2 separate regions of the Oryzias latipes genome follow, and region 2 is linked to region 1. Evidence: chromatin contacts called from public Hi-C data. All regions are on one chromosome and are shown on one strand. Each heading gives the region's core, a stretch centred on a gene start, on an enhancer-like site or on the middle of the called end of the contact. The rest is flanking DNA. Distances are from core to core; before and after follow the strand shown.

What was found. Hi-C and Micro-C count contacts between places; a contact is called where the count stands out from the background.
Region 2: a Hi-C map of fibroblasts shows a contact between it and region 1, with 1.7 times the contacts expected there. The contact joins the promoter of msi2 here to the enhancer-like site in region 1. A contact is called at or near these places in 2 of 5 Hi-C or Micro-C datasets (embryo and fibroblasts).

The regions. Positions count from the first base shown.
Region 1 is chr14:17,161,188-17,164,339 of ASM223467v1, forward strand. The region is part of intron 5 of msi2 (RNA-binding protein Musashi homolog 2); the gene reads right to left. Among protein-coding and RNA genes, the nearest start is that of msi2, 92 kb to the right of the region's middle. Within about 2 kb of position 1,669, at least 4 of the 8 cell types and tissues checked have an H3K27ac peak or open chromatin away from gene starts, as enhancers often do.
Region 2 is chr14:17,253,316-17,256,467 of ASM223467v1, forward strand. msi2 (RNA-binding protein Musashi homolog 2) reads right to left here and starts at 1,609. Exons shown (of 15, transcript XM_023962329.1): 1 at 1,397-1,609; 2 at 1,052-1,092; 3 at 690-771; 4 at 117-201. The coding sequence starts at 1,458.

The sequences.
Region 1 (3,152 bases), core at 419-2,918:
TCGGCGAAAATCGCCGGCGAAATTCGTCCCGGTGTGAACAGGCCTTAAGGGTTCAGAAGCATCCCAGGGGTGATGTCGCACTCCCGGACCTGATGAGAAGTTTTGTTCCGCATAGCTGTATCTGAATCACAACAAACTCTAAAAGAAATGGTTGGAAAAACTGAAAACTGCTTGATTTTCAAAATATTTCAAAATAAATTTTTTCAATGCGCTATGTCTATGAAATACATCCATGGGGACTTAAAGCTGTGCCGCAAACTGAGCAAAAAAAACTTTGTTATGTGTCACAACCAGGCCCCATGTTTATCTTTATCCTGAGTATTAGGAAAATACCTGAGTGGAGAAGTGGTTTAAAAGTCACCAAACAATTTTAGTGTGACATAAAAACAAAAACTATGAGTTAGAAATCAAATCCTAAAATATGCTTCTTTTGCAGCTTTTCAAAATAAAACACGACTATATTTTTCACATACTGTCCTCAATGTTGACCCCCAGGTAAAAGTGAAAAAGCCACTTGACAAATGGAGCGTCGGAATTTATTGAGCAAAACCTCTAAAAAAAAAATTGACTCTATTAACAGCAGAGGAACACAAACTTCTTCATAACATTTGGTGATGTTATTACAGAGCAATGCAAACAACAAGCAAAATCTGAATGCCAACATCACTAGAAGGCCCATCTGTAGAAGCTAAACACAGGCTTATATTTTAAAAAGCTTTTTTTTGTTATCACAAATGGGATCCCAGTGGATAAATCTCTGAGGCTATAAGCAACTTTTCAGCAAACAAGAAAAGTATCAGTGCGTCAGCTGGACAGGTTTCTAAGAACACACTTCCAAATGATTACAAGGTGAAGATCCCAACCTCACCCAACAGATGATGGTTAAAAAATAGAAGAGTCTAAGATACAGAACCAGCAAACAGAGGTGTCATGATGTCATTTCTTAAAAATGAAAATAAGGGGGGGGGGGGGGGGGGGGGGGTCACGATTGTTGCCTCTCTAACAAGGTTGTAAATGACCAAGTCCAGACAGTGACTGTTCTTAAGCAACCAGAAGGTACCAGAGAGAATCTGTCAATGCAATGTAGTGTGATCAAAGGTCTTGACATTATGCAGGCACAATGTGCGCACACACATACACACAAATGCACGCACTGGGAAAACACAGCCAGTTCAGGTAAACACACTGCCTCTGCTCACTTGCATCACTAGAGCTGACTCACAAAGAGAAAACACGGTCAATAAACAACAAACAACAGCGCAGTCACTTTTGCTTTAGAGGACATTCTGCACAGGACAGAAAACAGAGGAAGAGCAGCGAAGAAGGATTAGGTCATTAGTTTGAGAATTAGCAGCGGTGAAGCCTTCATGTTAAGTATGAGGGTGGCCCGTGCCAGGTCCACTACCACTTCCCTAAACGCGCTTTTAAGAAGTGGCCCAATCTCAGATCTAGTGAGCATAAATAGATCTGTAATTTCTTGTTGCAATACAATCAGGGCAAAGAAGATGAGAAGGAAAGATGCTTAGTGCAAATGTGGAGTGGCAGGCCCAAGCAGCCAAACCCAGGATTACAGTGGCCATTCGTACGGGCCATAAAATGAGTGATGAGACGGAGGCAAGCGCAGAGAAAGAGGGAGAGAAAGACAGGAAAAGGGAGCTGGGGGTGGGGAAGGGCTGTCAAGCACAGGGCAGAAGCTAATGACAACTCCAGCTTCAACTTGCGCAGACGGCTTTGAAGCCCGGCTCTGATCAGAACTGTGATTGCCACCCCTGCAGGGCCACCACTCCCATATTAACCTACACTAACAGCTATTCAGTGAAAGTCAGAGGCCCTTTCAAAGCCTGACTTCTGCTGGAGCTGGCCATCTGTGGCACAGCCTCGTGAGACGGCAAAGATGCGAGTAAGGCGCACGCATGTTCGGGACAATGTTTGCATATGGCCTTGCTATAACAGTGACAGTCGAGCTGAACATGGGGCCGGTTAGAGCTGATTAGCTGCACTTCCCTCCTCAGCCCACTACAGTTATGAAGATTGATAGAAGCAGCTTAGAGCTGATTATAGGGCCCTGGAGATGCATGGGCCCATACCCAAACAGCAAATTCACGCTGCATCTACAATGAGCCAAGCATGCAATGCACAGGGCAGGCATTAAGCAAACGTTGTAGCAATAAGAGGCAAATAAGAGAAATGGACAACGCCAGAAGTGCTCTTAAGAGCTTTTCAGAAATAGGAATATTATGCTAATTAGATGCTTGCTTGTGGCAAATCTGGGACATTTGAACAAGCAGGTTATGAACATTTAACGAATTTCCCAGGCGATGTGCTGCGACTGGATATCTAAAACTTACTCCAGGGTTCTGAGACACAGTGAGCTGTGAGCTGGTCTGTTTGCTGCAAAGAACACCAAAATGTCTTTTTAAATGAGATGCTTGCGCTTTATGTTACATAAATACTTCAAATCTGCCACATTGGATGTAATGGAAAAGCTTAACAAGAATAGACATTTTTAGGTACTTTTGCATTAAGAAACAGTTGAATTCCCCTTAATGAATGTCTTGTAATAATGTCACAGGACAAAAGAGGAGGTGAGTGGCTCAGAAGGTGCAACTGTGGAGAAATACGTCTGCTCTAGATAGCTGTTTTGTTTGGGTTGTGCGTGAGACTAACATGCGCACACACAATCCTATCACTGGTGTCAGGACTGGCTGGCTGAATGTAAACAAAACGCTGAAATAAGGATATTTTGAAGGGTTTTTTGAAGCATAAGTGCATGCATTTGTTTTTTACTGCTCAGAAAAGTCAATAGGAATCCCAACACGATGTCTTTTTGCCTTCATCCTTCCAATTGTGTGTTCATTAAAGTTGCAGTTGTCTGGGCTGGACAGGGCAAAAAATGTGGACTTTATGTGGACTAATTCTTGTGACCTTTTAAACCGGCAGCAGAGGGCAGAGAAGTTGTCCGCTAACCGCTGACTCACTGACATAGTTTAAGTCTGCACTCCATCCTGTGGAGCATACAGAGCAGAATCCAGACCCTGTGGTTTACTTTAACAGCTACATTAAGGACCACGCTCTGTTATTTACACTATGGTGCCTCAAAATCTATTTTGGGTCTCTGCTGCCCCCTCCCTGTCTCTGAACACGCACCATTT
Region 2 (3,152 bases), core at 359-2,858, 92 kb after region 1:
AATCTAAAGGGTGTTTGCCCGCAGAGACTTAAGCAGTGTCCCAGTTGGCAAAAAAAAAAAAAAAAGATAGAATGGGAGACCAAAGTCTTAAATAAATGTGGATAAAATGAACTTACCGTCTTTGAGTCTAATTCGTGGTGCTGTTGGGCTAAGACTTTATCTACACTGGCAGCATCTGTAAACGTAACAAACCCAAATCCTCTGCAAAACAAACAAACAATAAAAACAGCATTAAATGCAATCAAAATGCACATTTGAGTCATTTACAACCATCATCTGTTATGTGTTTCTTTTGAGTTTTTTTTAACTCCTATGACCTTAATATTCATGCACTAATTTAGCACCAATCTCTTAATTCAGGTTATAGAGCAGGTCTAGTTCTGATCCTCCTTTTTATTTTTTTTTTTTGCTGTGTTACAATGAGAGGCGACGCTGCGCCGACACTGTGCTGCAGTCACAAAGTCAATGTCAAATTGCATTCGGCCGCAGCTTTACAGCAGCGAGCATTTAAGCTTATCTGGCTTGCTGTGAACCGCACGCAGGCGCACATGGGCGCGCGGACACACACGCCGGATTAAGACTAAACACGGTCAAAGTGAGCGGCATCGTCATGTGAGCAGGAGAGGGGGAAAAGTGAAGGGGGAAATTAAAAAATAAATAAAAATAAAATAAGCAAAGCGGTGTTTTACCTTGAGCGTTTTGTCGTGGGGTCTCTCATCACCATACATTCTCTTATTTCTCCGAATTTACTAAAATAGTCTCTAAGGCTGTCTGTGAAGAGAAAAGAAAGGAGGACATGTCGGGTCATTTGGCAGCGAACGCACACGGGCACGCTGCTGTCTTTCAAAAATACCCCGCGATGCGCATAGGGGTCGAATAGAGGACTTGAGATGGACGGAGATCAAAAATAACACGGAACAAGCACACACAGATATCCCATACAGTCCCCCCGGCGCGCGGCGCACGTTCACCGCCGAGGCAGCCGCCGGCGAGCACTCCAGTCACAGCGACGGACAAAACAAGCCGAAATGTCGAAGAATAACAGTCTCACCTGGTGAGGTCTGCCAGCTGAGGCCACCGATAAACATTTTACTGTAAGGGGAAAACACAACAGAAGTGAGTCCAGATGTCAGTTCGGCCATTTTGACGACTAACTACTTCTAAAAGCGACCTTAAAGGATAAAGGACTATGAAAACACACTCGCGCGTGCTAATTATCTACATTTTAAAAAAAGGAGGGGGGAGGAAGGGGGGGTTACTGTCGCTTCACATCTTAAAACTGCATCTGGGAGAGAGAGAAAAAACAGCCTTCGAATCCGGCACGGCAGGCGAAGAAGTCCTCTCCAAGATGTTGTAACATGAAAAAAAAGACGGTTTAAATTTAGAAAATTCTTACCCCGGGTCATGTTGTGAATCATTTAGGCTTCCGGATGTGGCTTGACTCCCGTCTCCTTCCATATCTAGTCCAAACTATCGGCTGGGACTACAGTAACAGTGACAGACATACACAGATAGGGCAGGCGATATGCAAAGCCCCGCTATGAGAATATTACTGAGCCGGGAATGAAAGCGTCACACGTGGGATCAGCTCAGCCCCCTCGCTCCCTCCTCCTCCCTCTCTACCTTGGCTCACAGGGGGGCGGAGCCTGGCTCTGTCACCTAACCAATCCGATTGACGTCAATTCGGGCAACCTGCGAACCGATTCCTCCGATTTGTCATTTAATTAAGCAATAAGGCGCGAGAGGGGCGCACGTTGCTCCTCCAAACCAGGCGGACGCAGGAGAAATGTCTACAGCCCAGAATTCAGAAAGAAGTGGGGGAAAAGTCAGACAATCCTTTTTATTCTATTTTTATTTTTGATCTTTTTCTAATTAAATCATCTCCACTGTTATGCTCCGGAGGAGGTTCTTGAAAAACAAGTAGACTTTCATTAAAATGAAAATATAATGTACTACAGGTATCTTGTATGTAATTGTATGATAATTACTATCAATTTTATGAGGGGAGCAACAATATCAAAGCACTGTTTTACTGTCAGAGGATCTATTTTCAAGTAATTCAAAGTGATACCCTTTTACCTTACTTTTTACTTTGACTTCAGTTTGATTTCACATTGAAATACTTTTTTTCTTCAATTTATTGTCCAAGAAAGACAATAAACAAAAATGTGCCTTTTTTAAATCAAAACTTTCCTTTTTTTATTCCAATGAATAACTTTCAAGTATAAAAATTCGAAAAAAAACATTTTTAAAATAATTCTATATTTAGTTACTTTTACTATAACTTACGTAAGTATTTAAGAAAAAATTTTAACTTTTACTGAGGTCGGATTTTACTTTGCAACACTTATGTTTTGGTTTGTATGCTATCTTTTTTTCTTCACAAAATCGTCCGTTGAGTCATAGAAACACTATGAACAAATAAGTGACTTTTTTAAAGAAAAACTGTACATTTGTAAATTTTTTAACCAAATAAATACATTTTAAGCAAAACTCAAAGGAAACTTTTTTCAAAATACTGGAATATTTATTTACTTTTTTTATTTTACCTTGTGTAAATATTTAGAAAGATGCGTTATACTTTTACTTGATTACTTTAAAATACTTAAGTTTTGGTTTGTTTCTTGAATTTTTTTTTTCACAGCATCATTAAATTGGTCCCAGAAAGTCTATAAACAAGTATGTCATGTTTTTTCATAAAAAAAATACTTTTGCAAACTTTCTTTATCCAAAGAAATACATTTCAAGCAAAAATCAAAGTAAATGTTTTTAAAATACTGGCGTATTTAGCTACTTTTTTCTGTACCTAGAAAGAAAACGTTTGACTTTTACATAAGTCAAAAATGTATTTTGTTCTAACACCACTTCCTCTTGAGTACAGCATTTGTTTACCTCTTAAAATAGTGCAGCCACAGCAGTTACTTATACTGTAGTTATAATCAGCCCAGTACACAGCTGTAACTAACATCCGGTGGTATGTGACGACATTTTGTATGATTTAACAGTAAAACATACCTGCAGGAAAAAACATTCTGCACCAGGAATTTTCAACATTTATTTTTATTTTATTAAAAAGTCATCACAAGTTTGTCAGTGCTTGAAATAGTTACTGAATATTTTTAGCTGACCTGGAGGTCTCACCCTTGACTAAT